2 separate regions of the Capra hircus genome follow, and region 1 is linked to region 2. Evidence: chromatin contacts called from public Hi-C data. All regions are on one chromosome and are shown on one strand. The core of a region is the stretch at or near the end of the contact, and the rest is flanking DNA. Distances in the headings are between cores, read along the strand shown. Region 1 overlaps PODXL (podocalyxin). Region 2 has its middle 75 kb from the start of PODXL.

The links. Hi-C and Micro-C count contacts between places; a contact is called where the count stands out from the background.
Region 1: a contact with region 2 is called in a Hi-C map of blood, with 2.3 times the contacts expected there. The contact joins two enhancer-like sites. A contact is called at or near these places in 2 of 5 Hi-C or Micro-C datasets (both in blood).

The regions. Positions count from the first base shown.
Region 1 is chr4:24,930,196-24,934,573 of ARS1.2, reverse strand. It overlaps PODXL (podocalyxin), which reads right to left. Exons shown (of 9, transcript XM_018047491.1): 4 at 3,452-3,672; 5 at 2,862-2,933; 6 at 880-1,027; 7 at 610-671; 8 at 179-346. Among named protein-coding and RNA genes, the nearest start is that of PODXL, 65 kb to the right of the region's middle. Within about 2 kb of position 2,188, at least 2 of the 5 cell types and tissues checked have an H3K27ac peak or open chromatin away from gene starts, as enhancers often do.
Region 2 is chr4:24,790,951-24,794,845 of ARS1.2, reverse strand. No RefSeq gene overlaps it. Among named protein-coding and RNA genes, the nearest start is that of PODXL, 75 kb to the left of the region's middle. Within about 2 kb of position 1,860, at least 1 of the 5 cell types and tissues checked has an H3K27ac peak or open chromatin away from gene starts, as enhancers often do.

The DNA.
Region 1 (4,378 bases), core at 939-3,438, 140 kb before region 2:
CTTAACCCAAGTCTTCTTTGACTCCAAAACCCTTGCCGCCTCTTTAATTCTTCAGGCAAATTTTCATTTCCTATGAGGGATGGTGACCTCTGCCTATCTGAAAGGGCCCACGGCTTTTCTCTAACACGGGAATAACAGGGTGAAAGTCATCCAGTGAACTGGACTGCTTGGTCCTTACCTGGTCCTTCCTATGGGAGAGGCGCTGGTGGCAGCAGGCATAGAGGGCCGCCACCAGGAGCAAGAAGGATGCCATGCAGACAATAGTGATGATCAGAGGCATGCTGAACCGGTCCTCCATCTCTTCTGGTGGTCCTTGCCCATCAAACTGCATGTCTCTGACTCCCACCTGGCCAGGAAAGAGAGAGTGACATAGCAGAAAACGGGTTCTGGGTCTCTCTCTCTCAGAACTCCCATTCACTTACAAGCTCTTCCACGTGGGGTTTGGGGGGCCTATTCCACTGCCCTGCTGTCCCCTTTTATCCTCCCATCTAGATGCTTGCAAACCAGAGGTTCCTCAACAATGAGAAACAGTGGAACCGGGGAACCGGGGGCTTCTGAGGAACAGGCTCCTGACCCAGGCTATCCCAGCATGTGGGGCTGCCCACTTACGTCTTCTAGTTTGTCCCAGTTGTCTTTCAGCAATTTATAAACGTCCGTGGGATGGAGCTTTGCTGAGGGGGAGAGGGAGAGATGCCGGTTCAGTGGTCTAGCTCAGAGAGACATGGCAGGGACAGGGGGCTTCCTGTTCGTCCGTCTCCTGAGCAGTGTCTCTCGTGCAGGTGACGGAGAGTTGACAACTGACCCATCCTTGTGGCTCCTGTCACCCCCCTGCCCCATTCCCACCCCAGAGAGGCCTCCCCGCCCTGGCCCTCAACTCACTGATGATGGTAATGTGTTTGATGTCCACTTCCTGGGCATGTGAACCAGGAGCCATCTCTATATAGCACTGATCTTGAGTTTTGTTGAAGGAGGGTTTTACTGCTTGGCACAACACCTCGACCAGTTTGTGATTCGAAGCGACTGTGTTCTGTTGTGGGAAGACCACAGGTAATTGCTCGGGGATCACGACAGCAGCCTAGGCTTGCAGGGCCGCCCTTGCAAGCTAAGGTCAGGACAAGGCTGTTGCCAGCTGTGAACCGATCGCCTGGACTGGCGGATGACATGCTCTCCTCCTGGGCCAGCCCCTGCCTTCTCTGGCTCAGGTGGACGTCTCCTCCCTCGACCCCCCGTCCCGTTTATCTCATCTTGGTTGAATAATGCCATTCCCCTGAGTGTGCCCCTTTCTCTCAGAGCTCTTTAATCATGACCTGCTGCCCGTCATCATTTCTCTCCCCTGGAAGGACCTGCGGAGGCACTGCCAGTGCAAAGATGCCAATGAACCTGCATGTACCAGCCCTTGATGCTGAGTTCAGAGACCTCAGGAGGGGAAGCGCCCGGCTCTCAGCTCAAGGTCATCCATCCCTCGGCTAAGACCGAAAACCTAAATAGGCTGACAAGAGAAGGGCAAGGCCATCACTGCACAGGGGGACTCGGGAGTGTCTGGAAGACGCACAGGACATCTTTGAGGGGCTTCCTCTGTATTTCTAAGCAGAAAGAGCATGGCTGATGTGGCTTTAGGGCTGAGGGTGAGGAAGCAAAGTGTGGGGAGCTTTTACCCAGTCATCCAGAGGCACCCCAAACTGGTGTTTCTCAGACTTTGGAATAAGGACACCAAGATGAAGAAAAGGACTCTTGCTTTGGCTTGTCCCACAAACCATCCCTTGGGTTTTCTACCTGGAATTTCCTTAGGCCTACTAACTCCCCGGCCCTCCTACCAGGTAAAGATGCAGGGCTTTCCTCTTCCCATTTACGGCGAAGGAAAAGAAGGCTTACCACCAAACACACCCCTGCCAAGCTTCAGCCAAAAAGGGAGCTGGAGGAAAGGCTGGGCAAGCGTCAGCGTGGTTCTCGCCTTGTCCAACAAGCCCAATCCCAGGAAAACCCTGCTCTGTTTGAAAACTCCAGCTTTTCTATAGTTGACTTGGAAAATTCCAGCAAAATGGACACCCGAAAGAAAACAACTGCAGAAAATAGGTAGCATTAAAGTATTGTAAACCCAAGCTTTCCCTGCCGCTTGCTTTCACTTTCTGGTTCCTAGGGGTGTTTGCAAAATAGCCACTGACCAGGAGAGGGCGGCAGTGAGCCATCCATAACCAGCACTCACTCGGACCTCAGCTACTGAGTAAGCACTGCGGGAGATATCCCCAGACTAAAGCCCTTAATCCTAGGGAGACTGGCAGTCTGAAGGTAGTGGACAACACGGCTACACTCTCTCTTTCATGCAAACGGACTCACACACGTGCTGACACCAGCTCCCTCAAACAATCCACACACACACACCATCCTGAGTGGAAGAACATCTGTTGGCAACGGCTCCCCTGGGTTAGAGGCAAGCTGTCAGATAATACATGGAGCAGGAAATATAAAACCACAGACTCTTAGAACAACGAAAGTTAGGCAGACTAAGTCTCTTCTCTTCAACTGAGGCCTCTGAAGCCCAAAGAGATGGGCTTAGCAAAGTCACATCCTGAACTAGAAGCAAGCAAGAACCAGGGCTTGGGTCAGACTCTCAGAAATGAAAGCTCAGGAGACCTGGTATTTCTGGCCCTGTAGCAGCCCTGTGGGCGGGGCTTCCTTTAGAGAAGCTGGTTCTGACCCTCTGTAAGATTGGAAGGACCAAAAACAAGGGCAGGAAATGAACACATCTCTCAGCTCCTTTCTACAAGGAACACTCCATTCCCTTCCACTTTCAGTGATCCTGGAGCTAAACCGCCTTTGGAAGATGTAGGTCAGGATGGGGCCCAGAGGAGCAAGGTACTCACACAACTGTTGGCTCCCGAGATGTTCAGGGAGAGTTTGCTCTCATTCAGCTTTTCAGGAGGACGGCACTGGATCTGAAAGAAGCCACTGGGATTAAGGGCCAGGTTGAATTTGATAAGATCTCATCTTTGAATCCTCCCTCCCTCCCTTAGGTGCTTCCCTGGTGGCTCAGAATCTGCCTGCAATGCAGGAGACCAGGGTTCGATCCCTGGGTTGGGAAGACTCCCCTGGAGGAGGGAATGAAAACCCTCTCCAGTATTCTTGCCTGAAGAATCCCATGGACAGAGAAGCCTGGCAGGCTACAGTCCATGGGGTTGCAAAGAGCTGGACACGACTGAAGCGACCGACACACACACACACAGTTAGGTGGGTGACACCAGGCAAGTAACTTGCGGCAAACTGGGAGCTGGCCAGCTGGGGTCTGACAGCCAGGTATGTTCCTGGTTATCCCGTTCTCTAAGGCCGAGTCCAGCAAAGCCAGAGACAGTGGGTGAAGGATACTGGCTCTCACACCCCCGCCAGGGGCTCTGGTAGAGAAGGGTAGAGATGCTCTTCCTGGAGTCCCTTTCTCTCTCAGTCTGGGCTCTCTTACCTGCCCTATATTTGTTGGAATTACTGAGGTGGGAGAACGGGTGCTGGAGCTTTGGGGGACATTTGATGTCAACTGAGTGCTGGAGATGGTGGATCTCCTGACCAAAGATGTGGTCCCAGGTCCCAGTGAAGAGCCTGTGGGATGCTGAACTCCAGTGGTGATGGTGACAGCTGGCGTCTCCCTGGAGGTGTGCTGAGTTCCTTCAATGGTGACCTGTGTTTCTGTAAATGGGAAAACAAAGCTTATGAGGAAAGGTGAGTGGTTTAAACAGAAAAAGGATAGTCTTTCCTGTTCTCAGTTTTCTGAGGTTCTTCAGTCTTCCCCCACCCCATTTTGGCTTTACAGACCACAAGCAGAAGGAGGCAAGCTATGAGAAAGAGGAGGCAGATGGAGGAAGCCAGGTCCCGGCACCTAGTACAGGATGAGGTGTGGGAACTCGAGAGAAGTATCAACAGCAGTGACAGTGCCAGAGCAGATGTCAGCGGAGTAACTGCTTCTGCCAGGCTCCTACTCTCTTCTTCAGGCCTCACAGTGACTCTGAGGAAAGTACCATAATCACCCCTTTCATAGACAAGGCAATGGAGCCTCAGAGGAGCTTCATGAATTCCGCACTAACCCGTGGCAGAGCAGGGACTGGAATCCAGGTTTATCCAACTCAGGGCCCTTGCTCTTATGCAGGACATAACTGTGCTCTTGGGGTGTGGTTCTCTAGTAACTTCACCATGTACCCACATGACATGGCAGCAGGAGGGGGAGAGGGGTGGGATGGGGTGGGAGGGTCCCCCGAAATGCGAATGCTCAGATTCACACCAAGAGACTCTGATGCAATACATCTCAAATGGGCCATGAGGCTCATGATCCATCAGTGAGGCTTGAAATGAATTTACTGGACTAAGACTAGCACTTAAAAAAAGGAAAACACTCCAC
Region 2 (3,895 bases), core at 611-3,110:
TTCCACCCCAACCTGGACAGACACACACCACACCATTTATGAATTTTAATTCTGTAGGAAGATCAGAGTAACACAAAGCGCACTAAGAAGGGACTGGAAAAGAATAGCTTCAGGTGCCCCCGTGCAATTCTGTGTTTTGTCCCGTTTAAGTGGTGTGAATGGTCGCTCAGAGATGGCTCACAGATGGTGCCCCCATATCAAGTGAGATTTCTCCTGCCTCTTTCTCCTCCTGCTTCCCTCTTCTTGGACCTTGAGAGGTCAGGAACCAGGGTTGGCAACGTGGGGGAGGAGGGGCAAAAGTACCAAGGAGGGAAGGAGAGAAGAAGCCAGGCTTGCTCCACTGGATAGCTTGATGGTGGCTCTGGGGAGCGTGGCTTTGATGCCCCTGCCACCTGCCACCTGATCACAGTGGTGAAGTGTATTTCCTCACTGGGCTGGTATTGGGTTTGGTCATGTGACTTGCCAGTGGAATGTTAGTAGATATCATGTGAGTAAAGGCTTGCCATGCACTTGCAATGAGGACTTTCCTCTTGCATTTCTGCCCTCATCAGGACAACATGGCCCAGGTAGAATGTGCTCTCCTAAAGAGTGAAAGACGTGGAAGAGTCCCAAACAGCGCTCGCAGCCTGGAGCAAGCCCTACCAAGGTCAGCAAACTGCCCTCTACTTATGAGCTAGAAACAGATGCCTATTTCTGAGTGTCCCTGAGCTTTGGGGTGGTTTATAATGTGGCATTATTATGACAATACTTGATAAATGGGGTCACCAAATAAAGTTGAGAACCATGATGATTACACTAAGATAGACATGACTTATTGACTGCAGGACATTTTTTATTGACTAGAACTGTCTGGATTTCATTCTAGGGCAGGGGAAGGACATGCCTGACTAAATAAACTTAAAGAAACGTTAATGGATAATGATGAAGTCACTTTCTGATTATACCCACGAGCCCTGCTTGTTTAACTTAGCAATTACATGCGCTTCCATAAACAGTATATAATAATGCTATATAGGTTTAAAAACGTGTACAAATAGCATTGTGTATTCTGCAAGTTGCCCTTTCCACTTGCGGTTACTCTTTTGAGACTTATCCAGCCTTTAATGAAGGGGGCTGAGATTGGTTCCGTCTGGCTGCTCTCCCGTCTTTGACCTGTCTGGTCCAATCCTCGTTTGTGTCTGTAGCCTTTCTCCTCTAAACATAACTTTTCCCTGCGGTCACCATTTGTGTGTTCTTTAGATCTTCACTGGTACCTGGCCCCTGGAGGAGAAGGAAAAAGAAGGGAAGTAACATTTATTAGGTATCTCCTGCATACAGGGCACTGAGTGTACATACTCTTCATGTATACGATCTCATTTAATGTTCACAGTACCCCTTTGGGGTAGCTGTTGTCATTTCTCTTTTACGGATGAGAAGCCTGTGGCTTGGAGAGATGAATCATTTACCTGAAACCACATGAGCAGAAGGTTTGTCTGTCTGCAGAGCCGGTGCTGCTGACAAGGGCCTGGCATCTGTGCTCGTTAGTGGAACACCTGTCCTTCGGTCCCACGTCATCGTCCTTCGAGTCCCCTCTGCAGTCCCTGGATCATGTGCAGAGGGTGGGACCTACCTGCTTCCTCAGGTAGGAAGGCCCACCCGCATTGAGACTACAGTCCCCGGGGAACAAGCCTTACCCTCTTTTTTCCCAGTACTGCATGGCACGTTTGTACCTAGGATTAGCGACCCACACAGAAGTGTCACCAAGGGAAGAGAAGCTGCTCTCTCACGCAGGAGCTGGCAGGTCCCGTGGTGCGGGCAGAAGCTTTTGAGGGCCCTGGGGGAGTGAATGATGGGCAAGGCAGGGGAGGAGGTGGGGGACAGAGCAGGAACACAGCTGCTCCTGGTGGCTCCGAGCCACGTGCGGAGCCTAAATTAGCCTTGTTCTTTTCCAGATCCTCTGTGGGCTCGCTGCAGCCTGCCTCATCTCCTAGGTGTGGTTTTGTCCCTTTCCTCCTTTTCCAGTCCTCCCGCTTAGGCTTTTTCATCACAGTTAGCTTGCTGAGAAGCTAGATGGGGTGGCCTAAATGTGGTCTGAAAGATGGTGGTGTGGGGTGCTCAGGTTTCTCTCTCGTCTCTTCCTGTCCCTAGGAAGTTTCACCATTGGAGATTTTTTTTTACTAGAATGCAGCTTGAGGCTTCCCAGGTGGCGGAGTTGGTAAGGAATCTGCCTGCCAGCGCAGGAGGTGTAAGAGATGTGAGTTCGATCCCTGGTTGGGAAGATCCCCTGGAGGAGGAAATGGCAACCCACTCCAGTATTCTTGCCTGGGGAATTCCATGGACAGAGGAGCCTGGCGTGCTGCAGTCCATGGGGTCACAAAGAGTGAACACAGAATACAACTTGAAGTAAAGTCTTATCAGTACAATTGATCAGATTTCCCCTTCAAGACAGCATCTCTGAAAAACACACAGACAATTCTCATATGATTTACTGCTGTGTAGAGTAATGCTACCCACTCCAGTGTTCTTGCCTGGAGAATCCCAGGGACTGGGGAGCCTGGTGGGCTGCCGTCTATGGGGTCGCACAGAGTTGAACACGACTGAAGTGACTTAGCAGCGGCAGCAGAGTGATGCTTGCCTCCTGTCCATCTTATCCTCTCTCCCCGCTTAAATAGCTGCACTGATGGAAGAGGGGTGCATCAGGGCTCTGAGTTGAGAAAGGTCAAGGAGGGGCCTCGCCAGACGGAGGCAGCAGAAAGGGCAAGCTGGCCATGGGCACAGGTATGATCTCAGCCAGCTGTACTGTGGCCTCAGAGCTGGAAAGCCCGTCTGAGCTTCAGCCCTTTCACGGACTGGGTGCAGAAACGGGAGAGAGTTGCTTCTTCCTGGGCCTCAGTTTCCTCTCAAGGAAAACAAAGGTTGAAGAGGATGAGCCCTGAGATGCCCTCTCAGGCGGTGAGTCTGCGTTTTCCCTGCAGATTCTGTCTACGTTTTCCCTGCAGATTCTGTCTATGTTTTCTCTGCAGATTCTGTACTGCGGGGGAGTCGTCTCAGACTCCGGTTTTGCTGACTCAGCACTGCGGCTCTCTCTGCTGCCAACTAACCTGTGCCCCACAACTGATCTTAAAAACAAGGGAAAACAACAAGCCACTGTTTTTCTTATTAACTCTGCAAACAGCAGAGGTAGTCTAGGAGGGGACTGCTGACGGGTTATTAGCTGGAGCTGGGCTTTGCTCCAAAGTGCAGGGTGATAGGTGCACTCTGGGGGCAGCCCTGGTGCACCCTGGCATGTTCATGGTACGAACGATGGGCTTGCAACCATCTGGTTTTCCCTTTGCCTGTTAGCCATTCTCTAGAGCCTCTGCATGTCTTGTCTGACTGGGGGCCTTAACAGTTGCCAGGCAGTGTAGAGGCACTTCCCATCACTTTGCCCTGAGATTTCTTTGGCATCTTTTCCAGGACAGCTTGTTCTTTCAGTTGTGTGTGTTGCCTCTATACCTTTAATTATTTTGTGTATGTCTCATTATTTTGAATATTCTGATTTGTCTCTCTCAATTTTTCCTTTACCTGAAATTTTGGGTTTCTCGTACCCTTGCTTGTTTTGTCTGCTGGTTCTTATTCAAGGCGACTGTTTCCTTATAATTTGGAATTGAAAATTTGGATTGTGACCTCTTATCTTGGGGCTGGAGGGCTTGATCTGTGGAGGTACACGTTCCTTCTGGGCTTCCTGGGTTATCTCTGGATCCATTTCATGTTAATTTCTCTTTTTGGAGAGTCCTAGATCCCTAGTGTAATTTTAAATCCCTTTGTGCGTCACAGCCCCAGTGCCTAGAATTCTCAGCTGAGACTTCTCCACTTGATTCTAATAAAGTAGGAAAGAACAGATAAGTTTCCTTGAGGCCTCCCTGTGCTGGTGAGT